Linked DNA regions of Mus musculus: region 2 is linked to region 1. Evidence: chromatin contacts called from public promoter capture Hi-C data. All regions are on one chromosome and are shown on one strand. The core of a region is the stretch at or near the end of the contact, and the rest is flanking DNA. Distances in the headings are between cores, read along the strand shown. Region 1 holds the start of Bola2 (bolA-like 2 (E. coli)). Region 2 holds the start of Vkorc1 (vitamin K epoxide reductase complex, subunit 1).

Region 1 (5,365 bases), core at 1,975-4,474:
GGAAACCGTGTATGATCAGCACCATGTCCCTTGGAAGGAGAGGGGCACGGCCAGTGAGTCCCCAACCCACCTCGACCCTGATAGAAACTGAATCCCTCCACCAGGCCCGTGCTCCAGTTCACACTGAGAGCACAACCACACCGCTTCACACCCGGCCATTAGAACTTGAATCTTTCACGGAGGCGTAAGACCCTGTATCTGCCAGTCTCAGGCTCCTCACCCCGTCCCTGATTCCTCTCCTTTGGAAGTTGTACTCTAGCCCCAGTCTTGTTGACCAGGGCCCCTATCTCCTGATCCCTGTCTTTAAAACAAATTTTGCTACTGTATATTAACTGTACAGAATAATAGGTTGCATTGATATTCTCCTACCTGTGTAATATATTTTGACATTACTTATTATAATCACCCCTCCCCCTTCTTTTTGGTCTTTTTCATTCCAAATAGTTCTCTTCCCACTTTCTCTAAATTCCAAATGAGAGAAAAGTTGAGCTATTTGTCTGTTATATCACTTAACATGATGATGTCCAGTTCCATCCACTTTCTCATAACTGGTATAATTTTACTCATCGTTGTGGCTGAATCAAACTGCAATGGCAGGAGAGGCACTTCAGTCATCTGGGCTCAGAACAGTTTGTAACTCCCATTCCAAGGGGTCTGGCGCCCTCTTCTGACCTCTACAAGTACTGCTGAGCTCAGTGCACTTAGGATTTAGTTAAAACACACACACCACATAAAAATAAAAGGTTCCTAAAAATCTGCATCTTGTATATGTCCCATTTTCTTCACCCACTCATCTGTTGATGGCACTGTGCTGGCTAGTTTTATGTCAACTTGACACAAGAGGGAACCTCAATCGAGAAAATTCTTCCATAAGATCAGGCTCTACACACACACACACACACACACACACACACACACACACACACACACACACATGCAAGCCTGTAGAACATTTTCCTGATTAACAACTGATGTGGGAGGGCTCAGCCATTGTGAGTGGTGCAGCCCCTGAGTTGGTGGCCTTGGGTCCCACCGCCTCTGCATCAGCTCTTGTTTGAGTTCCTGTCCTGACTTCCTCCAACGATGAACGTGAAGTGGAAACATAGAGGAATTTTAATCCAGCAACATGGCTGCTCTGGTAAGGAATCACATCCAAAGGCCCAGGTCTATATGATGGGGCTGGAATGCCAACACGGCCTGGACTACAGTATGATTTGCTGGAACGCAGACACGCCCTTTCATCCCTACAGTGAAGGTAAGGTGAGTTTGTAGACGCAGCCATGTTTGAAAATGACATCTAATTAAAGGGCAGATGTCCAACCTACATGAAAACAACACAGGAAAGAGAAGCTACTTAAGAGCAGAGAGAGGGGGCTGGTGAGATGGCTCAGTGGGTAAGAGCACCCGACTGCTCTTCCAGAGGTCCTGAGTTCAAATCCCAGAAACCACATGGTGGCTCACAACCATCTGTAATGGGATCTGATGCCCTCTTCTGGTGTGTCTGAAGATACAACAGTGTACTCATATACATTAAATAAAAAAATAATTCTTAAAAAAAAAAAAAGCAGAGAGAAGGGAGGGCTGTATGTGTATGGAAGTTTGGTCAGGGAAGTTTTACAGAGACAGGTTGTAGAGAGAACAAGCTAGACACCGGTGAAGACAAAAGGAGCCAGAGAATGAGAAGGAGCCAGAAGATTAGAACAGATTGTCAAGGCTAGTATGAGGCCAAGCAGAGCAATTCAGTCAAAAGCTGAGAGAAGCCGGATTGAATCAGCCATCTTGGAAGAATAGATTGTACAGAGGTTAGAAGCTTCCAGGGGTAGGCCTAGGGATAGTTAGAACAGAGAAAGAAACGCTCTGGCTCAGCCCAAGCCATATATTCACACAGCTTGGGTACGGCTCTCCTCTCACCCCTTCATCTGAGGAGATGAAAGCACATTCACATGGAAGTGTAAGCCAAATAAACGCGTTCCTCCCCAGTACGCTTTCGGTCCTGGTGACTCATCACAACAATAGTAACAATAGTAACAATAGTAACCCTAGGGGGCTGCAGAGATGGCTCAGAGGTTGAGAGCACTGACTGCTCTTCCAGAGGTCATGAGTTCAACTCCCAGCCACCACGTGCTGGCCCACAACCATCTGCGATGCATACAATTCCCTCTTCTGGCGTGTCTAAAGGCAGCTACACTGTACTCATATACATAAAATGAATAAATAGATCTTTAAATCTTTATTTTAAAAAATAGTAACCCTAAGATAAGGACCTAGGTTAATTGCATAGCATAGCTTTTGTATCTGATTTTTTTTTTTCTTAAATCCATTTATGTGCATGAATGTTTGGTACGTATGTGCAGAGATTAGAAGAGGGCGTCTGATACCCTGGTAGTGGAGTTACAAAGCAGCCCTAAACTTGTGCACTCGTAATCCAATTAAGCATCACAAATTTTAATCCAGCCATCGCAGAGTGTTGATATACATAAGGTGCCACCTCGCTGCTACGCTTGCTCTGGTGGCAGGCCAGGGACTCAGCACCGCCCCAGATCTAAAAAAAAAAAAAAAAAAAAAACCGGTCCCGCCTCTGTCACTCCTTTGCCCTAGCGGCCCGCCTCCTACGCGGAGCCTTCCGACCAGACACCCGCGCCTTCTTACCAGGGTCCTCGCCCGCTGGTCCGCCATGCTCCACCTTTCTTGCGACCCGCGTTGTGTTGCCGGACCCGACGAGCAGGATTGACAGTGAATCCAACGTAAACGCGGCCCCGATGCCGAGGGTTCTGGCAGTAGAGCAAGTAGACACCGAAGAAGCGCCCGGGTCTTGCTGCATGGTCCATCCGGACTTTCTGGGTTGAAGGGCCAGAGTTGGGGGTGGTTTCTGGGACCTCGGACCTCGGAAAGGGCTGGGTAGCCAGGACTGCAAAACCTTGGTTTAGGAAAAAGCACGGGAGAATGGTCCTGCAAACTCCTGGAAAGCCGGCAGAGCGACTTGCTGCGCCGCCTGCTGGCAGGAGGAGGGTGTGCAAGCGGAACCGCAGGACTGGCTGCCCTCCAGTCCGGCTCGGATTGGCTAACTGTTGGGAGGAAACCTCCCAAGTGCTGGGAATTCAAGGGAGCCAGGAGGCGGAAGTGCTGCCTTCGAAGCCGCCCTAGGAAGGGCGGAAGTGAGCGGCGTGGAGGAAGTGGCTGCAGTGAGGGCGGAAAGCGAGGTGGCGGGACCCGAGGCGAGGTTCTTTGCACGCTGGGCTGTAGCCCCGCCGGGCTGTGGTTATGGAACTCAGCGCCGATTACCTCCGCGAGAAGCTGCGGCAGGACCTGGAGGCAGAGCATGTGGTGAGTGCGATGCTGAGAGGTCGCGGGCGGTGGGGAAGGACTCCTGGGCGCGTGTTCCATCGTCCGGGTCTTCTGCCCGCTAGGAGGTGGAGGACACGACTCTGAACCGTTGCGCGACCAGCTTCCGAGTCCTGGTGGTGTCGGCTAAGTTCGAGGGAAAGCCACTGCTCCAGAGACACCGGTGAGCCCCGGGAGCCAGCCTCTCACCCAGCCAAGCCTCAGGCTCCGGATGGCAGCCCGGGCATCCGCTCGCCATGGGTGGGACCAACTCATTCCCAAAGCCCGGAGATGTGACCCATAGCCCCGAGGGTGCTCCTGCCTTTGTGATTGGATTCCTGTCCTCTCCTTGAATCCCCACTTCTTGGAGACGTCTCCGATCTCCTTGGTCACCCTAGCTTCGGAGCCCATCACTCCAGCTGAGGCCGCTCATTTCCCATTCCCTTCTCTCGCTCCAGGCTGGTGAACGAGTGCTTAGCCGAAGAGCTCCCGCACATCCATGCCTTTGAGCAGAAAACTCTGACCCCAGAGCAGTGGACCCGACAGCGGCGTGAATGAGGGGCCTAGGCCTGAACAGTCATTAAAATTTAAACCTGGCCCAGCTGGTCTCAGTGTGCTGTTTGAAGACCCTGAGGCCAAGTCACGGATGTGGCTTTTCCCTGACTCTCCTCCAGCCATTGTTTCAGCAAATTTGGATGGATTTCTTTCCTGAGCCCTCTAGGTCCCAACTTAAACAATGAAGATTCGGTTCTTAAGTCTGCCAAGGCTTTACTGTCAAACCCTGTGGTCTGTACTGTCACCAAGGTCAGACCTCAAAAAGCAGGGTGTTCCTGCTCTGTCAGCCCTCAGAAACCCTGAGCATTCTCCCAGGTTCCCTCACTCCAGGTTCCTGGAAGTAGCAGAGACAAGATACAGAATTTCTGTCAGTCTCTTCACAGGCGTACACACTCAGGAGGAGGGATGGACACAATGCACGCTGATGTTCAGTTCAGCTCTCCCACAGCTAGTTCCTCTCCACTGTGGATCTTTGCTTTGGTTTTGTCTTTCAGACAGGTCCCCATATGTTTCCCAGGCTGCTTGTAAATTCATGAGCTTAGGGGATCCTTTGGCCTTAGTCTTCCATGCAGCTATGGCTACAGACGTCCAGCACAATGCCCAGTCCTTCCCATATTGTCAAGGCTTGTCTCAGCCACCCAGTTTCCTGTCTCCATCTTCTCTTGATTTCATCACAGAGGTTGGTCAAGCTGGGATCATAGTAGTCAGTGTTCATGTCTTCCCTGTCCCTGGCATCATTTCCTGAACATTTTCAGTTCCTCTGGAGAACTAGTGATTCAGTCTCCTCACAAGGACCCCAAAAGAGCACCCCTTCACTCCCCAGTGATGGCCCTCCTCCAGTTTATAGGCAGAAGGGGCTTGCCCAGGATCACATGCCCTGTCGGGGTGAGACACAAGCTGGCAGGCAGAATTTTCCATTGTCTATACCCAGAAAACTCCATGGTGTGCTGAAGAGAGGAGGGCCGGGGTGGGGTCCTGGGTGTTCTCTGCATTGTATCAATTCAGCCATGGTACACTATAGAACCGCTCTGTCACCTCTGCCCTAGAGTCTCCGACCCTCTAGAACAGTTCTGTGCCATCCCAGCTCTACCCTCTGGAACCGCTCTGTGTGACCCCAGCTCTAGAGTCTCCCACCAATCAGGCACAGCAACTGCTGTCATATTGAGAATATCTTTAAAAGCATGCACTCATATAGGTAGTCGACAGTGCTAGCCTAGCATCCCTGAAGCCCCAGGTTCAGTCCTCATTACCATATAAACCAGGCATTGTGACGCACATGTAGAATAAAAGGTAGAGGCAGAAGTATCAGGTGTTCAGGACCACGGGGATCCGTGTGAAACGGTCACAGTGCACAAAAACAAACACCTTACTCCTATAGATAGGGTTTAAGAGATCTGTTCCTTCCTGTCTTCCTCAGAGGCCAGGTCCTCTGAAACCTACAGGCAATTCTCTGAGGCAGGAGGATGCTGAGAATGAAGTGGGGTTGGGG
Region 2 (5,365 bases), core at 1,398-3,897, 1.2 Mb after region 1:
TCCATCCTCTCTGACTCACCCCAGTTCTAGAGAAGGCAGTAACAGGGAAAGACTGACACCCCGAAGGGTCTCTGGCAGACATATGCTACAGACTTGACCAACATAGAAAAATTTATTGTTCAAAATCCTTCTCTTTAACCAACAGCAGAATGCAGCCCATGGGAACAGAACTTAGAGGCACGTTTGGTCATTTCTCTGTGTGTGGTTATGGAGGGGGGTTTGAATGATGTGGGTAGGGCCTTCTAGGAACCCACACACTTGGGCAAGGGTCATGTGCCAAGGCAAAGCAAGTTAGGTTAGTCTGGCATGAGGTGGGAACTCAGTGCTTTTTGGTCTTGTGTTCTGGTACCTTCTGGAAGCTAAGCAACATCAGACCCACATTGATGGCATAGGTGGTAATGCACACAATGCAGAAATCATATAACACAAAGAACAGGATCCAGGCCAGGTACACGGAACCAGCGACGGACACCAGGGAACTCAGCACCAGTAGGATAGAGGCCCAACGTCCCCTCAAGCAACCTGTAAAACAAGAGACGGTCAGTAATGGTATATCTAGAACTCTGTCATGCCTCCTCAATGACAGACAGCAGGTGCTTCTGGTGAAAGTACTCTTAAGACAGGATCTGATGGGCCTCATCTGGTCAATAATTCTTGGGACCCAGAGTAAATTCTCTTGCTAAGCTACACAAGATGAAACACAAGTTACACTTTGGAGTCCTCTCAAAAAGAAGTTCAAGGTCAACCTGGAATGTCTCCCAAAGCAAAGCAAACCAAAAAACTATCAGTTGAGCACGGTGGTGTACAGTCCCAGCACTCCGGAAGCAGAAGCAGGAGAGTTCCTGCAAATTCTAGGCCAGACTGGTCTACATAATGAACTCCGGGACAACTAGGGTTATGTAGAGAGACCCTGTCTCAAAAAGACCCTGTCTCAAAACCTACCAGGTGTGGTCCAAAGCCATGCTTTAATCCCAGCACTCTGATGGCAGACACAGTCAGATCTCTCAGTCTGAGGCCAGCTGGTCTACAGAGTGAGTTCCAGGACATTCAGGACTACACAGAGAAACCCTATCTCAACACCTGCCTCAGCCTCACCACACCCCTCAAAAACAAACCAAACAACAAAAACAAAACCCATGTGAGGTGTGGTGGCCCATGTAGTGACTTCCAGAACGGCCAGGATTACACAGAGAAATCCTCTCCTTGGGTTGGGGGGGAGGGGGGAAGAGGAAAAAAGGTGAGGGAGGGAGAGGGAGAAGAAAAAACGAAAAACTAAACAAAAAGAAAGAAGTTGATTCTTTGCCATAAAACTGAGATTGTGAGAAATCTTTGAGGGCCCTCAGCCTCTGGCTACCTAAACCAAGTAGGATAAGCCTCCTGCTAAGTGTTCTGCTTTCTTGACTCCTTGTGATGAGATTGCTCAGTAATTAGCAGCTGGGTGTCAATTGTCTGGGTCACCGACACGACACGACACGAGGTGGGGCTGCTCTGGATTTCAGAAGACAGGTCATGAAGGGGCAAAGCCACTCACTCACCTAACAACAGCTGTAAGGTGTAGAACAGGCAACCAAATATGCTGTTGGATTGGTTGAGGACGCTGTCCGCTCCTAGCATGTGCTCCACCAGCCCAAAGCCCCGGCCCCACCTGGTGGAAGTGAAAGAAGCAGGTAAGTGGGGTAGGCCAAGTGCCTCTTGAGCTTTTTTGTAGAACAGTGATTAGCAAGAAGCTCCACCTACTAAGAGTCCAAAGGGCATTGACCTGGCATGTCCTGGGGCTCTTAGTGGCCTGTCATCACAGACTATCAATAATTTTTCAGGAGTTGGTGAGATGGCTCAGGAAAAACAAGTATCAGCTGCCAGGCCTGTCAACTGGATCGAATCCCCCCGCAGCCCACAAAGAAGGAGAGACTCAACTCCCGAACGTTATTCTCTTGACTTCCACATGCATGTAGTGGCATGCATGTGCCACCTCACAAACAAATAAATGAAAGGTTAAAAGTTTTTCCCAGCTTGATTTCGCTTTACGGTGATCACAACTGGGAAATCTATTTGCTTGGGCCTACAAAGCTACAGTTCCCTCACCACCCACTAACATTTGGTCCTCCAACCCGGACAGAGTGAGCCACTTTGTCCCCTCAGCACAGCCAATAGTCCACCCCCTCCTCCCGCTTTGTATCATCTCAAGTTTCCTCAGTCTCTATGCAATATACTGCCCTGCCTCCTCCAGTCTTCCCATCATTGGTATTTACAGTATCCTCAGAAAGCGTTCAAGCACCAGTATCTCTGTGAGGTCCAGTGTGCACGTCCGATTACCCACCAAAACCCATGGAGCCAGGCCGCTCTCAAAGTGTCCTTTCTGTGGACACTGCGACCCCAGACTCCAAAATTATCTGGTAACCTGGCCTTCAAGAGCCCCATGCTTTCCATGTCTGCACGCACCGAGAGGAGAAGACGCGGGAACAGCTGATGGCCGTGCCCACATCGCAGAGCGCGCGGTAATTTTCATCGCGGGCGCGCGCCGCCTTCACGTGCAGTGCGTACAGTGAGAGGGCTAAGCCAGCGAGGCACAGTGCAAGCCGCACGAGTCCAGGGCTCCTCCAGGTGGTGCCCATGTCGACAGTACAGCCCAGGGACAGGAGGGAAGAATCGCCACGGGGCAGGGCGGGGCCTGCTGTCACCACGCCCCTCCTACCGGAAGATTGGTCGGCCTCCGCTGGCGTTCTCCAATTCAATTGGTTATTCTTAGGCATGACAGCTAGGAATGCTGGGCTGGTAAACAGGATTTAGGAATGTGGGTAATCATTGATAACGCAGCTGCCGGGCATGATGGGAATTGTAGTTGGAGAGGCTGCAAGACATTAAGGGAAATTTGAGTATGTAGTGCTGTAAAGCTACTTTGTTTTGTTTTGTTTGGTTTTTCAAGGACAGGGTTTCTCTGTGCAGCCCTGGCTGTCCTGGAACTCACTCTGTAGACCAGGTTGGCCTCTAACTCAGAAATCTGCCTGCCTCTGCCTCCCAAGTGCTGGGATTTAAAGGCGTGTGCCACCATGCCCGGCTCTGTAAAGCTACTATTAACAGGACGGTAACACACACACACACACACACACACACAAACACAAACACACTGTCGCTATCTTCAGACACACCAGAAGAGGGCATTGGGTCCGGTTACATATGATTGTGAGCCACCGTGTGTGGTTGCTGAGAATTGAACTCAAGGACCTCTGGAAGTTCAGTCAGTGCTCTTAACTGCTAAACCATCTCCCGTTTAGCTCATTTGGGGGGGGGGGGGAGGTGAGACAGGGTTTCTCTGTGTAGCCCTGGTTGTCCTGGAACTCACTCTGTAGAAGACCAGGTTGGCCTCGAACTCAGAAATCCTCCTGCCTCTGCCTCCCGAGTGCTGGGATTAAAGGCATGCGCCACCACGCCCGGCTTAGCACATTTTTTATGACAAGTTCTGTCTATGCATCTGGTATGTCTAGAACCTACGGGTCAATAGACGAATGGAATTCCGCGAAAGCAGGGATACGACTCTGGAAGCATTTTCCCCGAAATTATTTCAGATACCATTTGTCTACAACCTGTCTTTCAAGATCACCGCCAGCCATCCCTCGTGTCTCACTAGCGCCCCTTGTGGGCAGAGGCACCCTCCCTCTCACAATAAATTCCTTTATCTAGGCCATACTTTCCTGTGATTTCCCAGACCTCTGTACCACTGTGGCGCACTCTTGGCAAAACCTGAGCCTGGATCAACCCAACAATCCCTCTTATATTATCTCCCCTTTACAAATATCCCCCCCTCCCCACTGAGGACCTGTCAGTTCTGTACTGTCTGCCTTTCCACCCTTCCCATTTGCCTGGAGTTTCTTCACCAGCTCCCTCTCCAGTTGTCTTTAATCTAATCCCTTCACAGCCAAGTTTTGGGAAGATTTTACATTCCCAGTCTTCCTTACGTCTTACTGATGCTCACATGACAAACTAGCTGCCCTTGAGCATGTCCTTGACACCTAGTTGCAAGCATGACTTGAACATTGAGTCTAATGTTTATTTTTAGAGTCAAAAAGTTTGACTTCCAAGTGATATTAGTTACTGCTTTAAGGAACTCTTTCTTCCTTGATGGCTGCCCTCTCTCCATGGCTTCTCCTTCTCGGGTCTACTTCTTTTACGTCAGAGAGTGTGGTGGATACTGTAAGTGTTCCTGCTCAGATGGGAAGGTATCCTGGGACTCGGAAGCCCAGGAACGACACAGCTGAGGAGAGAAGGTATTCCAATGGGAGGGCATCCTGAGACATGGGGGCCCAAGAGCCACACAGCTCTGAGAGGAAGCATCCTCAGCAGAGGCATTGCAGCTCCCAGGAAATGACATCCCCAGCTGAGCTGAGGAGCCTCAGCCCCACTCTGTCTCTTCGCTTCCTCCCTTCTTCTCTGTATTGCTTCTTTTGATGAGAGTCATGAAGTAGAAACTTATGGGTTCTTTGGAGAGTCAGTTGTGTTGGACGGTGTTTTGCTGTCACAAACGTGAAGAAACATTTCACTGAAGCAGACACAGGAGAGAGGATGTTCTGCTAAAGCAAGCACATGAAAGGACACATGATGAAGGAGCCTTTGCTAAGTACACACATGCATTGGCCTACCTTACATTGCTTAGTTGGGCTCTGATTGTTGGAACTCCAAAGAGAGAAACACACCAAAAACCTTCTGGTAGTGTGCTATGGCTTCTTACCATTTCCAGTGACTCAGGCTGATGGGCAGAGTGATATCAGCTGAGAAGACTCAAGTGCAGAGGGAAGCCCGAGGAGACACGTGATGTTTGGAGGTCGTATAAAAAGGACTTGATGGACAGTGACAGGAGCCAGGAGTTTGGCTTGCTCGCATAGCTAAACGTTTGTTGGTCTTGAGTCTTCGCTGATCTTCACTTCTTTGAGAGAGGCGCAGCTGAGAACATTTCCCCCTGGCATTCCTGTTGTCCCTGGTCCCTCCTGTTGACTCGTGTCAATGTGGCAGAGGCCTAGCTGTCTCTGCTAGGTCGTGCCACCACTACTGATTTGTGTTTGCTATCCTGACTCTATCGAACTGGACTGTTGGTGCATCCATGAAATGTTTGCAGGTGGATCGAGCTGCCCCTGCTGACTTGTGAACTGAACCGCTGATTTCCTGATAACGCAGATGGGATTTGTTCCAAAGAACCATTTCTAAACAGGCCAACTTCCCCATATCCTTTCTTTTCCACTACTTCTGGTGGGAGGTGGGCTAGAAGGGAGGTTAAAATGTTTTAAAACTCTGATTAAAAGTAGGTTTTGTCTCAGCACTTGAGAGGCAGAGGCAGGCGGATTTCTGAGTTGGAGGCCAGACTGGTCTACAGAGT

The links. Promoter capture Hi-C pulls out the DNA fragments that hold promoters and counts their contacts.
Region 2: a contact with region 1 is called in a promoter capture Hi-C map of embryonic stem cells, with 3 times the contacts expected there. The contact joins the promoter of Vkorc1 here to the promoter of Bola2 in region 1. A contact is called at or near these places in 4 of 39 promoter capture datasets (embryonic stem cells, erythroid cells and liver).

Annotation. Positions count from the first base shown.
Region 1 is chr7:126,692,776-126,698,140 of GRCm38.p6, forward strand. Bola2 (bolA-like 2 (E. coli)) reads left to right here and starts at 3,225. Exons shown (of 3, transcript NM_175103.3): 1 at 3,225-3,324; 2 at 3,408-3,505; 3 at 3,780-3,918. The coding sequence starts at 3,262. The coding sequence ends at 3,879. It overlaps Slx1b (SLX1 structure-specific endonuclease subunit homolog B (S. cerevisiae)), which reads right to left and starts at 3,008. Exons shown (of 6, transcript NM_029420.4): 1 at 2,650-3,008; 2 at 1-29. The coding sequence starts at 2,828.
Region 2 is chr7:127,892,970-127,898,334 of GRCm38.p6, forward strand. Vkorc1 (vitamin K epoxide reductase complex, subunit 1) reads right to left here and starts at 2,648. Exons shown (of 3, transcript NM_178600.2): 1 at 2,440-2,648; 2 at 1,536-1,645; 3 at 94-522. The coding sequence starts at 2,612. The coding sequence ends at 320.